2 separate regions of the Gossypium arboreum genome follow, and region 2 is linked to region 1. Evidence: chromatin contacts called from public Hi-C data. All regions are on one chromosome and are shown on one strand. Each heading gives the region's core, a stretch centred on a gene start, on an enhancer-like site or on the middle of the called end of the contact. The rest is flanking DNA. Distances are from core to core; before and after follow the strand shown. Region 1 holds the start of LOC108466502 (2-phytyl-1,4-beta-naphthoquinone methyltransferase, chloroplastic). Region 2 holds the start of LOC108465611.

Evidence for each region. A called contact is a pair of places that touch in the nucleus more often than the background predicts.
Region 2: a Hi-C map of leaf shows a contact between it and region 1, with 3 times the contacts expected there. The contact joins the promoter of LOC108465611 here to the promoter of LOC108466502 in region 1. A contact is called at or near these places in 2 of 5 Hi-C or Micro-C datasets (both in leaf).

The regions. Positions count from the first base shown.
Region 1 is chr2:96,034,970-96,041,269 of ASM2569848v2, forward strand. LOC108466502 (2-phytyl-1,4-beta-naphthoquinone methyltransferase, chloroplastic) reads right to left here and starts at 3,006. Exons shown (of 8, transcript XM_017766870.2): 1 at 2,833-3,006; 2 at 2,680-2,744; 3 at 2,524-2,614; 4 at 2,371-2,459; 5 at 2,076-2,209; 6 at 1,902-1,963; 7 at 1,657-1,756; 8 at 1,030-1,301. The coding sequence starts at 2,952. The coding sequence ends at 1,201.
Region 2 is chr2:96,464,161-96,470,460 of ASM2569848v2, forward strand. LOC108465611 reads right to left here and starts at 3,795. Exons shown (of 5, transcript XM_053025057.1): 1 at 2,994-3,795; 2 at 2,748-2,853; 3 at 2,585-2,663; 4 at 2,339-2,438; 5 at 512-1,032. The coding sequence starts at 3,065. The coding sequence ends at 2,387. It overlaps LOC108465610 (axial regulator YABBY 4), which reads left to right. Exons shown (of 6, transcript XM_053025058.1): 1 at 1-176; 2 at 276-413; 3 at 585-717; 4 at 814-862; 5 at 965-1,237; 6 at 1,804-2,134. The coding sequence starts at 96. The coding sequence ends at 1,130.

The sequences.
Region 1 (6,300 bases), core at 1,756-4,255:
CATGGACATGCGGAAGTCCAAATTCAAATACTTCTAGATATCTTTTTATCCAAGTTGATTCCAAATGTGTTTTTCTAATAATTTTATAATTTTATTTGTTAAATATTAATTTTAATTCCTGAGGTTTTATAAACAATTCATCTGTTAGTATTTGATATTATTACATGTTTCGACATTCATACCAAAAAAAACAAAACAAAACTATATATATATATAATAACTAAAAAATTAACACGTCTGATTGAAAGTGATTAAAAGGCATGTTTTACATGATCAAGATTTTAGCGAATGCTTCCCTAAAAAAAAAAAAGGGAAAAGCAAATGTTCTAAAAAATATCGCCATCCGTGCTCAAAGATTATAGATGACAAAATAGTTAGATTATTGTCGTGCAAAGCTGATAATTTAGTGGTATGCATAAGAAAAATTATGTTGAATATATATTAGTTTTGTTGAAAGCAATATAAAGAAAAATCCGATTCAGTTCGAAAAATTCGATAAAAAATTCAAATTTTAAATTAAATAGTTTAAGTTAATCGAGTTATTTGAATCAACTCGAATAAAAAATAAAAAATTATTGATTTAACTTCAATATGAATTACATAATTCGAGTTATCTAAAAATTCAAATAAAAAATAACAAAACTACGTCATTTTAAAAAATATTTAGTTAAAAAGGCAAAATCATTATATTGTTTATGTAGTTAAATAATCTTGTACTTAGTCTACTAATTAAATAATCGGTCCATATAAACGTAACATTGAGTATAAATTATAGGATTCGTTAACTCGACTCGATTTGATTCGAAAAAAAATTCAAATTGAGTTCGATTGTTAAAAAAAGATTCATCAACTCGACTAGCTTGAAATTTTTTGACTCGAGTTGATCGAATGCTCACCCCAATATATAGGTGATTTGTATATTTCTTTGGGCAAGAAGGCTTGGGGTTGGGGTGTTCTGATTCCCGCTTTGGAGTAGATCCAAGGCCTAGTTTAGCTAATCTATGGACACCCCTTCCGCTTTATTGCAAATTTGATGCAAAACTAAAGCATTATTCTTTTTGTAGATTTCTCAATCATAACACTAAGGATTCATTTCAACAACAAAATCCACACTGCATTTAGAAAAGGTTAGGAATTCATATGCATGAAGATGCTTTCTTCCTCAACAACTAAACCGAACATCAAATGCATAAAATTACTTTAACGAGCGGCTACTAGGTTCCCCATGAGGCCTCCGCCTATCTCGTAATGTCTGGCATAAGAAAACCCTGCATCTAAGGCCAGTTTCTCCAATTCCTTCCCTACAACAGAGGGCCAAGTATTTATTCAAAAGCTATTGTCATATCACGTCCTCCCTAAACTTCGTATCAATGGTTCCGACAGTCTGAGAACCCATACATACTGCATAGTTTCGTATGTGGATACAGTAGTTTCATTTTTGCAAAGAAACATATCTATTTTACAAAGAAAATCTGACTAATACGCTACTGATATAGATCTAATAGACACTTTAGTTACGGGAATTTACAACTTCCTAAACAAAGATTAAATGAAGTTAGATTTCAAAGACTTAATTTGATGACATCTAGAAAAACGAATCATCATGAAAAGAAAATAATTCAGCATAAATAGACATAGGCAATTGAAGGAATGAACCTGTTAAAAATTCATCAATGGAAGTTTTCAAATACTGGTACTCCTTGGCAAGGCCGTAAACTGTTGCCGTTGGTACTACAACATTATCAATCATCCATTCCTTTCCAAAAGAAAAACTTTTGATCGTCAATGGCATCTTTCAGAATTGAACTTAATGTGCAACAAGTGCAAGGTGACATTCGTCACTACCGCAACTCTTTACCAGGTTCAAAAATCTAAAAAGTTGGGGCAGTGGTGGTGTATACCTGAAACAATGCAGTAAATGGCTGCATGCTTTTATTGAAGTCGAGGATCGACACCCTTGAGTCTGCAGAAAGAAGCAACCTTTAAAGTATTTTCAATTTTCCATCAAGTTCAATTAAAAAAGAAAACCTATATGCCAACAGGAGAAACAGAAGATTTGAGTATAGTCTATAGACCAGGCTTTAGAACTCGGAACATCTCCTGCATAGCTCGACGTTTATCAACCACATTGCGCAGCCCATAACCCATAGTAATAGCATCAAAGTAACCATTAGAAAATGGCAAATCGAGTGCATCACCTTCAACCCATCTAGATTCAATTCCAAACACAAATTATGTCATGATAAGACAAAACTTATAATGGTTTTATGCACAATAGAAGATAAGTTTGTAATACTTCACCTATGACCTCCATTATTGAAAGAGCATATTCATACTAGTTAGTTAACAACAAGATTTACCAGTGCTCACTCAATGTTATTGTAGCAAGCCTTTGAAAGCAAGTATTGGCGTGATGAAGCAATTGATAGTTGTTCTTTCGAGAAATCGAGGCCAATTACCTACACACTTAGCAACTCAGATACTATTTGTATTTTGGTATAAAAAAATTCAAAACAAGCATACTTTGCCGTCGGCACCGGCCTTCTCAGACATGAGGAAAGTTAAATCCCCGCTTCCACAGCACAAATCCAAGAGGGAATCTCCCGTTTTGGCCCTGTTTCAGTGCTTGATAAATAAAAATTCAACGAAACAAAAAGGGGGAGAAGTTTGAATACCAACCCACTCCATGATACAGCCATGCGTTTCCATATACGATGCTGACCCAAACTCAGCAAATCATTCAGCTGTAAATGTTATCAAAACCAAAGGCAAAAATTACGAGAAGAAGAAGAATGGGTGAATAAAAGGATAGAGAGGTGAAAGATGGGTTACGTTATCATAAACAGGGGCAATGCGGTTAAAAAGCTGCTGGCGGTCGCTAGCGCAACGAACCGAATGGCGCTTGAACCGGGAAGTTGGTAGGAGTGGAACTGAGAATTGAAGAGAATGCATTTTCTGTTCTTTGTCTGCTGAAGTTCCGAATTTTTACGTCTTTTTATCTTTTAATGTACATTCTAAATACCGACGATCCAAACCAGGCCATTACTATTTAGGGCTTAAGTTGAGACCAAGCCCATCATCTTCACGGATGCTTGGACTGTTGTCAATTTTCATAAAAACTTCTGTCTATTTTTTTTCAATTCTTAGTATTTTTACTTTTCAAATTTTAAAATTTCGATTCTCATCAAATAATAATTGTTAAATTTATTAAATATTATTATATTTTCAAATTTTGGTATGCCAAACATATTATTATATATGTAATGTCATGTCAGCTTATTATTTCCACATAACACTCATTAAAATCCAGTTAATGAATTATCGAATGTCATTTTTGTTAAGATTGAAATTTTAAAATTTGAAAAGTATAGGGACTTACAATGATCTAGTTGAAAAAAATGGACTAAGTCTACAACTTTACACATAGTACAGAAATAGTACTTGAATTTAACTGCTACTATTTAGGGCAATACCAAAATTTGAAAATTAGAAAAGTACAAGGACTAAAATTAATCAAATAAAAGTATAGGGACTAAATTCATAGCTTTTTCAAAGTACATGTACTAATAGCAGAATTTAACCTAGTAGAGGTGATATCGGTTCGGTTCGGTCCAGATTTTTAGATTTTTTTAACCATCTATCATTATTCGGTTCAGTTCTTGGTTTTTTCATATTAATTTTTTGTTTTGATTTTACTTATTTTGATAAAATAAGCTTTGTTTTATGGCTTTTGACTATTATTTGACAAAATTTCAAAGGTATTTTTATAAATATTTCTAAAAGCAATAAATTTTCAAGAATTTTAAATTATTTCATTATTTTAAATATAAATTTTTATTTTTATACCATAAAAATTAAAATGAAATATATTTTAAATAAAAACAAAATTCAATTTTGGTTTTGAATAATCGCGGTTGTTGAACTTTCATTTCATAAACTGTCCAAATATCTAGGTTTGGTTTGGTTTTTGGTTTGGTTGATTTTTTTGCTTAGCCCTAGATTATAGCATTTCAAATAAATAAATAAATAAATAAATAAAGGCACAATGTCTTATTTGACCCTTTAACTTTACAAAAAAAAAATTTAGTCATTCATTTAAATTTCGTTTCTTTTACTTTTTGAATTTGCGCTTTTTGTTAAATCACCCTAAAATAGATGTGAACATCTATCTGACTACCATGTAGATGTCACATTAGCAATTAATTAATTTTTGATATTTTTAAAATTTTTAAAAAAATTATAATATAATTTATTTTTTACAAAAAAATTTAAGTAATTATATATTTTTAAATTAAAAAATTAATTAATTGTTGATGTGACATTCACATGGATTGCAATGTTAGCAAAGGTAACATCTATTGAGAGCAAATATTGAAGTTACATGAGAATCCAAAATCAATCTTGTAGTATTTTCTATGGTCAAATTTGACTAGACTTTTTGAGATGCTCTGACAGATTTTTGGGTGGTTCTTGTGCCCAAATTATAGATCTTCAGTTTCTTTTCAAAATGGTTTTTGAATCGCTTGATTTCTAGGTTTGTAGTCCAAGATATGATCGTTTTCGTAATGCAATGTAATTCTCTACGAGAAATTTGAGATTAATTGTTGGGTTTCACGAGAGTAGCTTCAACTTGACTTTTCAAGACTTTCCGACCATATTTTTGAGCGATACTTATCCCATATCATATATCTTCGAGTCCTCTTAGAAATGGTTTTTGAATCATTTGATTTTGAAGTCTATAGCCTAAAATATGGTTGTTTCCGTAAATGAGTACGATTACAAATTAATTTCTTTAACTTGTCAAAGCAAATCAAAACATAACAAATACTAGATTATTGATGTTGTATTGTTCTTAACTATCGAATGTGATTCTAAATGCATTAAAAATTTTAAAATCCCGCCACCATGTTTTTCAATCAATAAGTACCTGATGCTTAATCTAATTACCTATTTTTGCTACATATTATAAAAAAAAAAAAAAAAACTATCAACTAAAACTTAGTGTCGTATAAGAATGTTGTCACAAGCACAACTACTACGTTCACACAAACACAAATCTTAGCAACTATATTAAGGACTTGAAAAAAAATTATTAGCCAATAACAATGGATGATTTTTTTTTATCACTTACAAACAAATCAAATATAAAACCTTGTTCTGTTGGCTTCAATGGAAAATATAAATTTGAGATTTAAAAAAGAAGAAGAAGAGAAGACCAATATGAGCCGCAACAAAATTAGGAAGAAATTGGTAGGAGTTTTGTAATAAAAGCTAGTATTTAAAAAAGTTACATTTATAATTGTGACTTATATTTATTACAAAGCAGTTAATTTGAAGATCTTCTAAAGCATGATTCAAAGTTTAATAAAAGTAGAAAAGTATAATGATAAATTTAACCTTTAACATTTATATTTTTTGTCAATTTGATTTATTAAATTTTACCTTCAACTTTACAAAAAGAGTCAACTCGTTTTCTTAACGGAATGCTGACTAAAACATTAAGTTTTTAACAATGTTGATGTGGCAACCCATGAGAGAATTTACATGTACTTCATGCTAACATGACACTATTTGTCTTATATGCTACGTCACCAAATAATTTAAAAAATTATAAATATTCAAAAAAATTCAAAAAAATATAAATACTTCATCAAAATTCAAAAAATTAGCATGAAGTACACATGGATTGCCATGTAGACTATGGTGTTTAAAAATTTAATGTTTTAGTTGGTATTCCCATTAATTTTTTTTTTACTCTTTTTCTAAATGTTGATAGTCAAATTTAACTCTTTTTAAAAGGTTAAGGGCCAAATTTAGCTAAAAAAAAAAGAATAAGTGTCAAATTGATAAAAGATGCAAATGTTAATAGTTGAATTTATCATTATGCCAAATAGAAATAACAATGTAGTTTAACTTCTTAATTTGTAATTTTTATACCCCTAACCCTTCGGGTACAACTCCTCGAGAATCATGGTCAACACCTCAATTAATACCTTAGAGCACCATTTCTTAGGAGCTAGGCCTAAGCACTACACCTTGAGAAAACCCCTCCCGTACCACCTCTTGGAGCATCAAATGTGTGAACTCCATGCCAAACATCTCGCTTGACCACGATATGGAGCTTCTCAAAAACCCCTTGGTCCAAGCACATCTGTACATAAACCATGTGAGGGCCTTACTGAACCACCATTTATGACACCAACCGCCAGAAACTAATTTCGTCTAACATGATTGTGTAACAACCCGATTTTTCAGTGGTGTGGAAAAAGGTGATTTCAGAATCCCATTTTCGTAAACTGA
Region 2 (6,300 bases), core at 2,545-5,044, 430 kb after region 1:
CACCACATCATCCTCATTGTCTCTCTCTCTCTCCCCCTCACTTCCTCACACACAAACTCTCAGAAACAGACAAACTAACATCAACAAAGAAGAAAATGTCGACACTGAATCATCTCTTTGATCTCCCTGAGCAGATTTGTTATGTACAATGTGGTTTCTGCACTACCATTTTACTGGTAAAAGAAAAAAAGAATGTTTTTCCCACACTATATATGCATGCGTTAAAGTCTTTTCTCTCTCCAGCTTCTGATAATTTGGCTTTTGAAATATTGCAGGTAAGTGTCCCATGTAACAGCTTGTCCATGGTGGTGACAGTGAGATGTGGGCACTGCACAAGCCTTCTCTCAGTTAATATGATGAAAGCTTCGTTTGTCCCACTGCACCTTCTAGCTTCCTTTGCTCATGATGATGAGGTATAAGTATATGTTAATCAACAGCTTGTATGTCGATAATATATGGTCACTACTAGGTTATATTAGCATGTCACCAATTTGATTAATCGATGTCTATCTTTCTTAACTATAGATGATTATCAGTTTCATTAACATCATATTATATACCATATGTGAGCTTCTGTCAATCAGCCAAAAGAAGAAGCAGTTTCAGAAGAAGTGGGTGGCCATAGGAAGACCTCAGACAGGCGCAGCCCATCGTTGATGAGCTCTTCCGATAATGGAGAAGAAGATATAGTCCGTGTGAATCCCACAGTCAACAAGCGTGCGTCCTTTCTTTCCATTTTAAAACTTGGATGTAACACAAGGGAGAACTGTTTCATCGTTCCAATTCTAATACTAGTTTAGTCCAATTTTACAGCGCCAGAGAAGAGGCAAAGAGCTCCATCAGCTTATAATCGCTTCATCAAGTAATAAGACCCCCCCATCTACGTTTATAGAAAAACCAAAAAAAAAAAGTTTTTCTTTGACTTAGTACATTTATCATATATAGATTCATTCATTCTTGGTGGCAGAGAAGAGATCAGGAGACTGAAAACTCAAAATCCCAACATTCCGCACAAAGAAGCCTTCAGCACTGCTGCAAAAAATGTATGTTTCAGACACCCAAAAGAATCAACAAGACAAACCCATGCTTTCCAGCATATGTTTTGTAATATATATATATATATGTCTTAATATTTCAGTGGGCCCACTTTCCTCCCATTCACAAGCACAACAAAGGAGAAGGAGTGAGTTGTGAGCGGGACGAGGGAGAGGCGTCATGGAACGTAGAGGCTACTGAGGTTAGCTTTTCTCTCATCCTAAAAATTTTATAATTTTAATCCTTTTACAAGTACATCTAGCTAGCTTTAACTATTTAGAGCTGTAAAAAAAAGTACTGTACTTGCGAGTCATGTAGCAATTCCTCATGTTATTGAACTTTATGTGATCGTTTATGGAGTTTGCATCAATCATTGACATAATTAGTTAGCTGTACTCTTTAAGCCATCACATGGTACTATAGGGATAATACATCATTAATTAATGACAGAAAATTTGTGACATTGCATGCATGCTTATTCTTCTTCATGCCTTATGATTCTTATACATACTAAGAAAGAAGTTTATGGTAAATAAGCTTACAGGCAACAGTAATTCAATAATTATAAAGGGTCATTACTCAAACTGAGGATAGCTATAGGGTAGTCCTTTTCTTGCAGTTCAATTATTACATGTAGAAAAGAAATTAATAAGTTAGCTATTTAAGGACACTTGAACATACTGTTAAGACTTCTTTAGCTTCATAATGTTTGGGGTAATATATGCGACAGAAAAGGGTTGCATGACTTTCTGTTGTGACAAATTTCAGGTTCACATACAAGGCAATGATTTCCGTGAAAGAAAAGCCGCAAGGAATTCCATATGGACCAAGTCACCATTTGAGTGAAGTGATGAACAATTAATTCTATCCCTAATTAATTTTATTAGTATAAAATTTCTTCCACAAACTATTAACTCCTTTAGGGCTACTGATACATGAATATATGTACTATATAAAGGTAGGTTTCAAAATCATATGCCCTTTTCTGGGAGATGCTCTTGGGAATGAAGTCTTCACTGCAAGTCTGTACTAGATATGACTGTCTTCCAAAAAAAAAAACACTTTAGTTTTCTTAAGAGAAATTCCAAGTTTACTATTACTGCTACTTCTGGTACTTTAGCTAGTGCTAAATATATCTAAATTTGCTATTTCTCAAAGTTCTGCATGTCTGAATCATCATGCTTGAGTTAATTTACTTTTAAGCAAAAAACTTATGATTATATATACATTTTGCAGCTGTTAAGTTAGCATGTGTTGGAGTTAATTAAGTTGGAAAATTTTATACATTCTATTTCTAGCTTACCTTGGAATATAGACACAGTTCAGCAACAATTAATTGTGAATTTGTCATTCACTTCCAGTACTGATTCTTCCTTTCATAACTCGGTTTCCTTCGAATGTACCTTCCAGGAAAATCGAAAACGAAACACTTGTAATTGCATCTCTATGAATATATATTGATTTCTAAAAGTATATACCCAACTTTCAGTCTTTGAATATGGTAACATATATGGAATGTGTGGGGTAGCACATGCTTAATAACTCTTACCCATAAAAGGCCTGTAGGGAGAGAGAGCTTGAAAATGCTTCAAAGAAGTCCTTGTTCTCCTTTTCTAGCTCTCTCCACACTATCAAATGCATTAATATTAAAACGTTTAAATACCCAAATTATTTGATCATATATGGTATAATATGTTGCATTCTTTTATCACCTGTAATTGTAATGCACGGCCGAATGCTTGCATACTTTGCCAGTGCCTTGACACATTGTTGTCGGTTCATGTAAAGCAGCAAACATCTCTCGATCAGATGTTGAACCTGCAAATTTTCCCATGAAAAACCAAAAAAACAGTACTAGTCATAATAAACTCCAACTTGACGATTCTGCAGGTTTCAGTACTATTGTTTTCGACTTGAAAACGTGAATAGCAAAGAAAGTTGGAAGAGATTTCACTTACCATCCTAATGTAGCTATGTGGGTGGCAATGAAGACAAGGAATAACATGGTTGTAGTTGTGACAGTATATCATTTTTTTCTCTAACAGAAATGGACAAAACGAATAGAAATGCCAAAAGAAGAAGAGAAAATAGATTAGGGGATGGAGAGCCAAAAGGGGAAAAATAGGAAAAGAAAATGAAGTGCAAACAAAGGTACAAAGGGAAGGATAGGTGGATTTATATAGAAGAACCAAAATTGGGTAGGGCGACTGTTATCCAGAGATATCTGAGTGAAGGGCCAAAAGAGCATAAGAAATCCAAACAATAGATTCACCTCATCTTCAGGAGATAAGAAGTTTTGAGATTGAAAGGGGTTTGAAAACCATCAGTTAAACCATGACCGATCGCTGCATGCATGAATGGTCCCTCTAATGAATGCTAAAGCATAAATGGAAACCTAAAGATGGTGAGTGAGAATGGGTTGTGTTAGATCTTTGGATTAATGGATTCTGACCATACAAACCAAGAGGGTTGCTTTGTGTAGGAAACATGAGACACGTTTTATGGGGTTAAATTGGTGAGGTGGGCGAGAGGGGAGACACAAACAAACATAAGGCCAAGCTGGACTTTCTTTAATTTGGTATGATATACACAAGCAAGTAAGAATGAGGAATGGCAGATTGGCAACACAAAGTGGAGGGATTCAAATCCATTATTGCACTGCGAGCTCCGGAGTCTTGTATGATTAGTCAAGATCGCAAAGAGAGAGAGAGAGAGAGAGAGAGAGAGAGAGAAGCCTTTGGAAATTTTCTGGTCCATAAATCAGCTTCAACAGGATTTATGGAAATTTTGAAATAATAGAAGCTTAGCTTAACTAGCTGTTTCAAGAAATGATTTTTTTTTTTCAAATTTTAAGGTAGATCTTTCTAACGCCTAATTTCTCTTTGCCATTTATTTTACTCTCAAATTTTACAAAAATAATTATTTTAACTCTTCATTTGTGGATTTTGAGACTAAGTTTTAAAGGTCTAATAAAATTTTCAAAATTTAGTAGTTTATTGAGAATTTTTTAATAAAAATAAATTTCTAACTAAAATTTTTGTGAGATTAATGAAAAATTTTAAGAAAATTTAATTAAAATTTTCAAAAATTTTAAAAGTATAATGAGAATTTTAAAATTTTAAAACTAAAAATATATATTCTTTTAATAATTTTTAAATATATAAAATAATTTTATAATTTTTTAATTTTTTAAAATTTTAGTACTTAAGCTATCCTCCTTATCAATTTTAATCTGAGTGAATAGTGCTAAAAAAATGGGGCACATCCACTTAACGTTTTTATACACATGTGGTTTTGATGACGTGATACCCTTAAAAATCCAAAATTCATCAAAATACGTATTCTGAATATATAAAATATATAATTAAAAATAAATTTCTAAAATTTTATTTTTATAATATATAAATTATATAAATAAAAATTATAAAAACCTTATATATAATATAAGGAATACAAAAGAGGAAAACAATAGAAAAATATTAACTTTTTAAAAATATATAAAATAAAAAAGAATTCTAAATATTCTAAAATATATGTATAAATTCTAAAATATTTTATTTTTTTGTATATTAACTTTTTAAAATTTAAATATTTAGTTAAACTTTTCAAAATTATAAAAAAGTTTAAAACTCAAAATGTTACATTTTGCAGTATATATATAATATAATTTTTTTTCAAACCAACTCAAATAATTAATATATATTCTCTTATAAATTTTAAAATTCAAAATAAAAGTTAACTGGTGAATTTAGTGAATAATCGGTGAACGCAAGTTTAATAATCCATCAACAATAACGGTCGATCGAAGGTCATTGACCATGTTATGAATGATATAAGGGAAAAAATGATAGACATACAGCACATTATCATTGGCTGTAGTTTTTCAACATCATTAACTTTTAGACTAAATTCTATAATACAACAATATTTTAGGTATCAAAATAGATTTAAAAAAGAGTTTAAGTATGAATCTGGAAAATAGAGAATATTTAAAGGTCAAATCACAAGATAAAATATTTTAAGGTAAACTATAAATATGGTCACCCAATAATTAGCATATTTCTGTTTTGGTCATTCAAGTTTAAGATTTTTATTTTAGCCACTAGTGTTATAAAATTTTAATATTTTAGTCACCCTTCCTTAAATCACTAACAATAACTTTTTTTATTAGCATTATAATAAATTTAACCATCCAATATTTATACATTCTATCAAGTCCTAAATCTAAAATCCAAATAAATTAGTCGCAACTTTACACATTCTCATCAATTTGATTCTTAAAATAAAAAAGCACAAAAATAATTAAAAGTTATTTTTGATAAAAATAACAATTACTTTTTTATTGGCATAATAATAAATTTATCCTCCAATATTTATACATTATATCACCAATCCTAAATCTAAATATTCAAATAGTTTAGCTTGCAAATTTACATATTCATCAATTTGATCTTTAAAATTAATTTTTTTAAAAGTAAAAAATTAAATTAAATGTTATTTTTGATAAAATACATAATAATTTATAAAATATTTATAAATAAATGAACATATACTTTTGTCAATTTCTAACATGAAATTTATTTATTAAAATAATAATCTTATAAATAAAACAATTTAAGAATAAGTTGAATTTGGCCAAAATGTGAAAATATGAATTCTTATTGATTAATTGATTTAAGAAAAGTTTGAATATGCATTGGTGAGAAGGAAATCAATTTTGGGACTAATTTGGGAAATTTTAAAAGTATAGGGAGTAAATAGTAAATTTCTCATTTTTATCGAGAAAGAGAAAATTGAAAATTTTATCACTCATTGGATTATATTAAATATTTATTATGAACTTGAATTGGTCTAAGTATCAAATTTTGAGAAGAAATCATTAAAAAAGCAAAAATGGGCAAAATGGTAATTTTCCATAAAGGGCAATTTGGACAATTCTCAAGAATTTTATGACAAAAATTATATTTAATTATGATATTTGATATTCTAAATTATTTTGGATTATTGGAACCTTGTATTGAAGAATCGTGTCACAATTTGACAAGACTAAACATGTAAAAGTTGGGCCTTTGGCCCATTTGTAGGCCTTTTTATATGGGAGAAAAACCCCCCTCAACTTCATTTTTCTTTTTCAACAGGCAGTAGCCTCCCCTAGCTAACCACCTTATTCTTTTGTATTTTCTTACTTTTTTTCTCCATTTTCTTTAAAAAAAATGCCACACTTTTCACCTTGAGATTTTGTCAAAATCTCCATGGAAACAACTT